Linked DNA regions of Sus scrofa: region 1 is linked to region 2. The links are chromatin contacts, called in public Hi-C maps. All regions are on one chromosome and are shown on one strand. The core of a region is the stretch at or near the end of the contact, and the rest is flanking DNA. Distances in the headings are between cores, read along the strand shown. Region 1 overlaps CMTM8 (CKLF-like MARVEL transmembrane domain-containing protein 8). Region 2 has its middle 43 kb from the start of GPD1L.

Evidence for each region. Hi-C and Micro-C count contacts between places; a contact is called where the count stands out from the background.
Region 1: a contact with region 2 is called in a Hi-C map of liver, with 2.0 times the contacts expected there. The contact joins two enhancer-like sites. A contact is called at or near these places in 3 of 47 Hi-C or Micro-C datasets (alveolar macrophages, embryonic fibroblasts and liver) and 1 of 2 datasets of contacts at active chromatin or transcription factors (alveolar macrophages).

Annotation. Positions count from the first base shown.
Region 1 is chr13:18,282,664-18,286,927 of Sscrofa11.1, reverse strand. The region is part of intron 1 of CMTM8 (CKLF-like MARVEL transmembrane domain-containing protein 8); the gene reads right to left. Among named protein-coding and RNA genes, the nearest start is that of CMTM8, 41 kb to the right of the region's middle. Within about 2 kb of position 1,402, at least 7 of the 83 cell types and tissues checked have an H3K27ac peak or open chromatin away from gene starts, as enhancers often do. A contact at or near this core is called in liver, where this site is marked.
Region 2 is chr13:18,081,092-18,085,808 of Sscrofa11.1, reverse strand. No RefSeq gene overlaps it. Among named protein-coding and RNA genes, the nearest start is that of GPD1L, 43 kb to the left of the region's middle. Within about 2 kb of position 2,923, at least 13 of the 83 cell types and tissues checked have an H3K27ac peak or open chromatin away from gene starts, as enhancers often do. A contact at or near this core is called in liver, where this site is marked.

The DNA of each region.
Region 1 (4,264 bases), core at 153-2,652, 200 kb before region 2:
CCAAGAAATGGCAAAAAGACAAAAAAAAAAGACAAAAAAAAAAAAACCCAACTAGCATCCATGAAGATGCAGGTTTGATCCCCCGGCCTTGATCAGTGGGTTAACGATCCGGCACTGCCCCAAGCTGCTGCATAGGTCGCAGATGCAGCTCAGATCCTGCATGGCTGTGGTGTAGGCCAGAAGCTGCAGTTCCAGTTGGACCCCTAGCCAGGGAACTTCCACATGCCAAAGTGCAGCCCTCTTAAGAAAAAAAAAGATTCCAAAAAAAAAGAAATTTGACCAAAGCTTGTAACAGTAAGTGGCAAAACTGGAATTCAAAACCATACCTGTCCAGGAGTTCCCATCGTGGCGCAGTGGTTAACGAATCCGACTAGGAACCATGAGGTTGCGGGTTCGATCCCTGCCCTTGCTCAGTGGGTTAACAATCCGGCGTTGCCGTGAGCTGTGGTGTAGGTTGCAGACTCGGCTTGGATCCCGGGTTGCTGTGGTTCTGGTGTAGGCCGGTGGCTACAGTTCCGATTGGACCCCTAGCCTGGGAACCTCCATATGCCGCGGGAGCGGCCCAAGAAATGGCAAAAAGACAAAAAAAAAAAAAAAACCATACCTGTCCAGAAGTTCCCTGGTGGCTTAGCGAGTTAAGGATCCAGCACTGTCACTACAGTGGCCAGGATCGCTGCTGTAGCACAGGTTCAATCCCTGGCCCAGGAACTTCCATACATCACAGGCACAGAGAAAAAAAGCAACAACTAGAACTTTCTGACTCTGGACACCCACCTGACTCCAGGCCATGTGACAACTACATGACCTGTGACACCACAAAGCAGCTGGAGGACACCAGCAGGAGGAAACGACTTGGGGGTGCGTGGTGCAAAGCTGAATCCGGGAAAGTTTCTCAGTGGAGGTGGCATTTGGAAGCCTCAAAGGATGGTGAAAATTTTGGAAGTGAGGAGGAAGGGCATTCCTGGTGGGAGGGAACAGGGAGAGGAAAGGCCTAAAAGTGGACAAAGTGTAGGACACTTTGCCAGTCAGGAAAAAGCAGGCAAGGCTGAGTTTCACTGAGCTCCATGTCTGAGTTGAGTAGACTTTGAAACAGATGCAGTGCTAGCCTATTAGGAAACACGAGGCATTGCTCACCTATGGAACCGCCAGAATCCAAAGGTTTCATAACGCCATTGCTGAGGCAGTGGGGAAACAGGCCTCTCAATCACTGCTGACAGGACTGCCAAAGGGCACAGCCTTCATGGAGGGGAGATGTGGCAACAGCCACCAAAATGAGAGGTATTTACCCTGATCCAGCAACCACACTTCAGGGGATCTACCCCACAGATACCCTGTACAGGGAAGCACGACCATGAATAAACATTCTCACGCACTGAGCACAGCTCACCAGCAGCAGAGTGGAAGCCAGGGCCTGACAAGAGGAGCCTCACTGAATCCACCACAGCGCCTCTACCCAGGAATGCCAAACAGCTGCCCAGGCATGTGGGCCAGGGGTCGCTGGGTTGTCCATACATAGAAAAATGAAAATAGACAAACATATCTCAGGAAAGAGGAGCTGTGTCTAGAGATTGTTACTTTTAAGTTTAAAAGAGGTGGGAAATAAAGATATTCGCTTCTAAAAAAATAAAATTCATACCAAATAATAATCAACAAATTAAATGGAAGGGGAAAAAATTAAAAAGATACTTGCTTCTATCTGCCTAAAGAAGTAGTTCTCAACTTTGAAACAACTTTGCCCCCAGAGGCACTAGATAATACCTGGAGACGTTTCTGATTGTTACAAAGCAAGTGTGAGCTTCTGGCATCTAGTGTGCATGCACGGGATAGTCTCCCCCACCCCAGCAAGAACCACCCAGTCCCAGATGTCAACAGCGCTGAGGCTGAGACAACTTGGCCTAAAGAAACAACAGAAGGGGAGCTCCCTGGTAGTCCACCCAGTTAAGGATCCAGTGTTGTCACTGTTATGTCACGGGTTCAATCCCTGGCCCGGGAACTTTTGCATGCCACGTGCATAGGGCCCCTCCCAAAAAAAAAGAAAGAGGAGTTCTTGTCGTGGCTCAGCGGTTGATGAATCCGTCTAGGAACCATGAGGTTTCGGGTTTGATCCCTGACTTCACTCAGTGGGTTAAGGACCCAGAGTTGCTGTGAGCTGTGGTGTGGGTCGCAGACGCGGCTCGGATCCCACGTTGCTGTGGCTGTGGCGTAGGCCAGTGGCTACAGCTCCAATTCGACCCTTAGCCTGGGAACCTCCATATGCCATGGGTGCAGCCATAGAAAGAAAAAAGGAAAAAAAGACAAAAAGACAAAGTTTCCAGATTCATTCACTTCCTGGATCCAGCCATGAGCAGCCCTAGGGAGACCACCATTCATCCCTGTATGACAGCTTGCCAGAACTGGCACCCTCCCTGTTTCACTTCCAGCTATGTGGCTTTCGATAAGTCACTTAAGTTTTCTCAGTTTCTTCATCTGATTAAGCGAAATGCCTAATGATTTGTCCATAAGTGAGTTAAAACAAATATGCATCTCCACCCAAATTCATTTCTGCCTCTCACCTCCCATTTACCCCGTGGACTGCCAGCAGAGAATCAAAAAGGAGTTCACATTGTGGCTCAGTGGAGACGAATCTGACTAGTATGATGAACATGAGGATACATGTTCAATCCCTGGCCTCGATCAGTGGGTTAAGGATATGGTGCTGCTGTGAGCTGTGGTGTAGGTCGAAGACGCAGCCTGGATCCTATGTTGCTGTGGCTGTGATGTAGGCTGGTGGCTGCAGCTCCAATTCAATTCCTAGCCTGGGAACCTCCATATGCCTTGAGTGCAGCTCTAAAAAGACAAATAGTAATAATAATAATAAATAAATATTTTTAAGAAGAAAATCAACATCATATTCCAGGCCTCCTTAGCCTTTTCAGAACTTCTCAGTCTTGAATAGCATATGGGGCCTCTTTAAAGTGAAAATAATTCTTACAACAACCCTCAGGGATGGCTAAATCATGTAATGTCAGCATGAACAAGAACTAAATGCACATCTTATACTGATAATTTCTCCACATTGAATAAGCCAAACCAAATTTGCAATTAAATAGAACACAAAACCACAAATCCAATAAACTTCAAATCAACAACACTAGTTATTTTTCAGAAGCAAGATTTTATGAAACTAGACATTCTTTGCAACTCAGATATGGTACTGACAGCAGTATGTCAATTCTTTTGTGTTTACCATGTCATGTCATCTGCTGTATCCCGGGTGACAATACAATTCTCCAGTCACTTAACTCCAGCTGCTGCAAGCCCCTTAACAAACTTTGGCATCACTTGGCCTCACTTGGTTTAACCAGACTCTTATATAGTCAGTCTGCTTGCTCTTTTGTCATAAGCCCTTGATGTATGACTACAGCTCAGTGCCAAACACAATCACAAGGGTCTGCCCTGAAGATGCCTGGCAGCCCTTGGGCAAACTTAGACCATCCAGAACTTGTTCAGAAAGTTATACAATTTTTTTTGTACATTTCTGAAAATGCAAACACTGGCTCCAGCCTAAGAAATCCTGCCATATTAGATCAGAACTAAACTCCATATTCTAGCATCAAAGTCCTCTAAATTTGGCCTCAGACTATCCTGTTTCACATACTAACACATTTTAGAAGCAGCTTAAGTTACACATACCTTATATTTACCCACATATGATTGGAATTATAATTATTTTGAATGAATTTATTTGCAAAAGAGTTGACATCTGAGAGTTTCCTGGTGGCCTAGCGGCTAAGGATTCAGCATTGTCGCTGCTGTGGTGGAGGTGGTTTGATCCATGGGCCAAAAATTTCAGCATGCCACAGGCATGGCCAAAAAAAAAAAAAAAAGTTCACATCTATACAATATTGATGCTTCCTATTCATGAATATAGTATAGCTTTCCATTTTTTCAGATCTTTATCTTTTAACATAGTTTCACAGTTTTGCCCTATAAAGATCATACATAGTAAGGTCTTTTGGTTTTTTGGTTTTTTTGCTGCATGTGCCCAGAGCATGGAGAGTTTCTTGTGCCAGGGACTGAACCCTCACCACAGCAGTGACATTACCACATCCTTTAACCACTAGTCCACCAGGGACCTCCCCATATATAGTAAGTTTTAAAAATTCTATTAGTAAACTATTTTTTTTTCCCCTTTTTGTGGCCACACATGAGGCACATGGAAGTTCCTGGGCTGAATCAGAGCTGCAGCTACTGGCCTATGCCACAGCCACAACAATGCCAGATC
Region 2 (4,717 bases), core at 1,674-4,173:
GAGCCACAGCAACACTCGATCCAAGCCGCGTCTGCAACCTACACCACAGCTCAGGGCAACGCCGGATTGTTAACCCACTGAGCAAGGGCAGGGACCGAACCCACAATCTCATGGTTCCTAGTCGGATTTGTTAACCACTGCGCCACGACAGGAACTCTGAAAATTAAAAGTTTTAAATGCCAAAAAATAAATAAATAAAATAAAAGTTCTAAATGCCAATGACCTTGGCTTTATCTGTGAACTTAACATATATTCAGACAGGACAAACCCAGTTGTTCTCCCTGAAATTGTAAAATTGGAAAGTGTTTTACTTTTTTTGTAGGTGAAGTTCTCTTTGGTTCTCCTCGGATCTGCCTCCGCGCAATAGGCAGCGCATCAGTCTCCGTTCTCCTCGCTTATTTTCAATCTTTCTATTTCCCTTGTTAAAATATTTTTATTATCTTATCACCCCCTTGAGATAAAGAAGTACGGTTGGACAAAATGTGATTCCAAGCAGAGAATATTTTATATAACTTCAGGGTTGTGCTTAGTAAAATTTTATCACTTGCTTCCTTAAGAAAATTTAAACACTATAAATTCAGCCTCTAACCTCCTTTGACAGAATCCTTACTCTCTCTTTATGACACAGTCTCTTTGGTTTTATTGAATGGTTTCATAGAATCATGCTTGAAACTGGCTGGAAAGTAATTTCAAGAAATGGTTTACAGGCTGCTTTTAATGGGCAGTGTTAGAGGATTTATTGCTCTCAGATAGAATGTTATTATTATTATTAAAAATTATTTGTTGATTGCTGGTTGCCCTTGGAGTTCCATGAGACATAAAGAAGCCTTAATCCCTGCCCTCTGTCCCATTATCTGGCAAATAAAAACAATATGTCTCTATATGGTTTCTCTGGCTATACTCAGGGATTTTCCCCTGCAGGGAATGGGTGTTGCTTGGAGTGAGATGATGCATTTTCACTTTATTTTTACTGGCTCTCTTCCCATGCCTATTAGGTTCCTTGGCACTCAAATTGAAGTCCCTAAGGGAAAGCAAAAGTGCTGGGTGTACCACTGACCTCTGCTGGCACAGGACTTAGATACATGGCTCCAGGATGGCCTGGCATTGCTCGTACCTGTGAGTGAATGTTGGAAATAATCTTAGGGGCTAGAGTTCTTCAAAACTCACTAAAACAGGAGTTAACCCTGTGCCGCAACAGGATTGGTGGCAGCAACTCTGCAGCGCTGGGAAGCAAGTTCAATCCCCGGCCCAGAACAGTGTGTTGAAGGTCCCACGTTGCCGCAGCTGTGGTGTAGGTCAGAACTGTGGCTCAAATATGATCCCTGCCCTGGGAACTCCATATGCCGAGGGGTGGCCAAAAATGGGGGGGAAAAACCTCAAGGGAAGAGCAACTCATATCCCTATAAGAATGAGATAAAGGGATTTCTCCCTCACTTGACAAACTGCCTGTGCCCAATTATCTCTCTTAGAGCTTTTCTTCTGCCCACTGTACACTTATTCTCTGCAGGCCTGTTTATCAGACCAAAATAGCAGATGCCATGGGAGTTCTCCCGGAACCAAAGGCCCTGCCCCTTTCACATCCAATTCCAGCTGACAGCAGTCTCTAAAGCAGAGTTCTCCAGCTCCAAGGAAGGAAGGATTGAGGGAAGAAGGATGAAAGGTAGGAAGAGAGGAAGGAAGGGAGGAAGAGGCATTTAGAATTTGGCAGTCAGTCAAAAGATCTTTTTTGGGGGGGCCACACCCATGGTGTTAGAAAATTCCCAGGCCAGGGATCAAACCAGTAGCACAGCAGTATCAATGCTGGATCCTTATCCTACCTAGCCACCAGGGAGTTCCCCCAAAAGATTTTTTTTTTCCTTCTTTTTTGGCTACTCCATGGCATCTGGATTTCCCGGGCCAGGGGCCAAGGGCGAGGGGCCAGGGTTCAGATCCAAGCCTCAGATACAACCTAGGCCACAGCCCTGGTGATGCCAGATCCACTGTGCTGGGTTGGGATCAAACTTCCGTCCCAGCACTACAGAGACATTGCCAATCCCACTGTGCCACAGCAGGAACTCTTTTTTTTTTTTCTTCTTTTTAGGGCCACACCCATGGCACATGGAGGTTCCCAGGCTAGGCGTCCAGTCGGAGCTACAGCTGCCAGCCTACACCACAGCCACAGCAACATCAGATTTGAGCCAAGTCTGCGATCTACACCACAACTCATGGCAACACCAGATCCTTAACCCACTGAGCAAGGCCAGAGATCAAACCCGCAACCTCATGGTTCCTAGTCAAATTTTTTCCACTGTGCCACAATGGAAACTCCAGAACTCATTTTATTTTATTTTTTCTTCTTTTTTGTCAGAAGATTTTTAAAGGGACTGCTAGACTCTTTGGTGATGTGTGGGGCAGGAGAAACACAGGTAAAATATGGAAGGAACCTTCCGCAACCAAGGTACAGATCATTAGAGACGATAAAGCTGCATGCCAAGAGTGCAGCCAAAAAAAAATTTAGGTTAATTTTGTCTGATTTGCATCCAGTCTTCTCATTAATGAATATGAAACATTGCAGGTGAAGCTGGAATCCCTTTTCATTACGACACCACCCCCACTTCCCTCCGGCTCTGTGCTCTGACTTCAGCCAGCCTGATGAGTTTGGTCTGTGTCTTTCAATCTGTATTTGATAATTTTCGTACATAATTGTAGACAACGCAGGGTGTTCATTACGTATCTTTTCATAAATCAGCGACCCCTCAGCTGGCCATGGCTATTCTCACTGAATCTAGTGTCCTAGAACTCCAGAGCTGTTTCTCTCTAGGCAAGAACATAGCTTTTCTGGGGGCTGATGCAGATCTGTGGATGCAATGCGGCATCTCTGGCCCAGAATTGAGGGTGTTACTGAGGAAGTGAAGCGGGCTCGGGGGAATTTTGGTCCTGTGCATGCTTCCTCAGCTTAGAGCTGTCTTGGCTAAAAATAGCGGAAGCTGTTCACCATCTGCAAAGCACAGCTGTGCAGGCCCCTGTTTTGAAATGAAAAGAAGGTTAGCATTGCCGAGCATTTCCCAAGAACAACCTTTGCTCACTAGGCAAAAGGTAATGCAGATATTAACTGATAGAGAGTTTTCTCCCATGACCATTGCCGTGTGTGGTAGGAACCACCCTGCTTTATAGTCACTACAGGGCTTTATTCTTATTTTTGTTTTTTTGGCTGCGTACATAGCATATGGAAGTTCCCAGGCCAGGGATCAAACCCACACCACAGCAGTGACAATGACAGCCTCTTAACCTACTAAGCCACCAGGGAGCTCCACTAAGGAACCTTTTAGACGCATGTAGTTCCTTTGGCTGTCCCTTTAGGCATCCCTGTAATCACATCAATCTAGATTCTTAGTTGAAGTTGTATGAAGCAGAAAAGGAACTCCTTAAACAACATTAAGGTTCTCAGAGTTCCCATTGCGGCTCAGCGGTTAACGAATCTGACTAGCATCCATGAGGATGCAGGTTCGAACCCCAGCCTTGCTTAGTGGGTTAAGGATCTGGTGTTGCCGTGAGCTGTAGTGTAGGTCGCAGTCACAGCTTGGATCCTGCGTTGCTGTGGCTGTTGTGTAGGCCGGTAGCTACAGCTCTGATTCGACCCCTAGCCTGAAAACCTCTATATGCTGTGGGTGTGGCCCTAAAATTAAAAAAAAAAAAAAAGCAAACAACATTAAGGTTCTTACAGAAGCTTAGTGAGGGCCAAGGAGTTAAGTTTGGAGGCCATGTAACTAGGAACAATGCCCAATGCCCTACTCCAGCATTTCTTTCCAAAACTTATTTCTGTGACCCTCATCTGCGGCTATGCTTCCTTATAATATAAATATTTTTATAAAAGTGGTATGTGTATATAGGTGTACCTGTACATGTTACAAATTTCAAAAGGTAAGAGAGGATAAAAAGGAAAAAAAAAGTCTTCTTCCTACTACTCCAGTGGCTCACTTTTCCTTCACAGAGGTAGCCTTATTTTCAGTTCCTTATGCGTTCTTCCAGAGAAATGCTATGCATATATATGGGTTTATAGATTAGGTTTTCCCTATACAAATGATAGCACACCATATACCATAGAGTCTGCAACATTCATTTACCACCTAACACTGTATCTTGGAGATTATAAGTACAGAACTGCATCATATTTTTTCAGGAACCGTATCAGTTAGGCTAGGGTAGGTTAGGCCACAGTAACAAAGAACCCCCACTCGTGAGGGTAGCATTCCCCTGATACCAAAGCCAGACAAATATATCATAAGAATAGAAAATTACAGATCAAAACTCCTCCTGAGCACAGGCACAAAAATTCTAATGTCCTTCGACAGAGGAGTGGTTAAAGAAGATGTGGCACAATGGAATATTACTCAGCCATTAAAAGGAAAGAAATAACGGCATTTGCAGCAACATGGATAGACCTAGAAGTTATCATGCTAAATGAAGTCAGTCAGACAATGAGACACCAACATCAGATGCTATCACTTACATGTGGATTCTCAAAAAAGGAGACAATGAACTTCTTTGCATAACAGATACTGACTCACAGACTTCGAAAAACTTATGGTTTCCAAAGGAGACAGTTTGGAGGGTGGGGGGATGCGCTGGGGGTTTGGGATGGAAATGCTATAAAATTTGGTTGTGATGATTGTTGTACACCTACGAATGTAATAAAATTCAGTAAGTAATTTTAAAAATTCCTAATAAAACACCATCA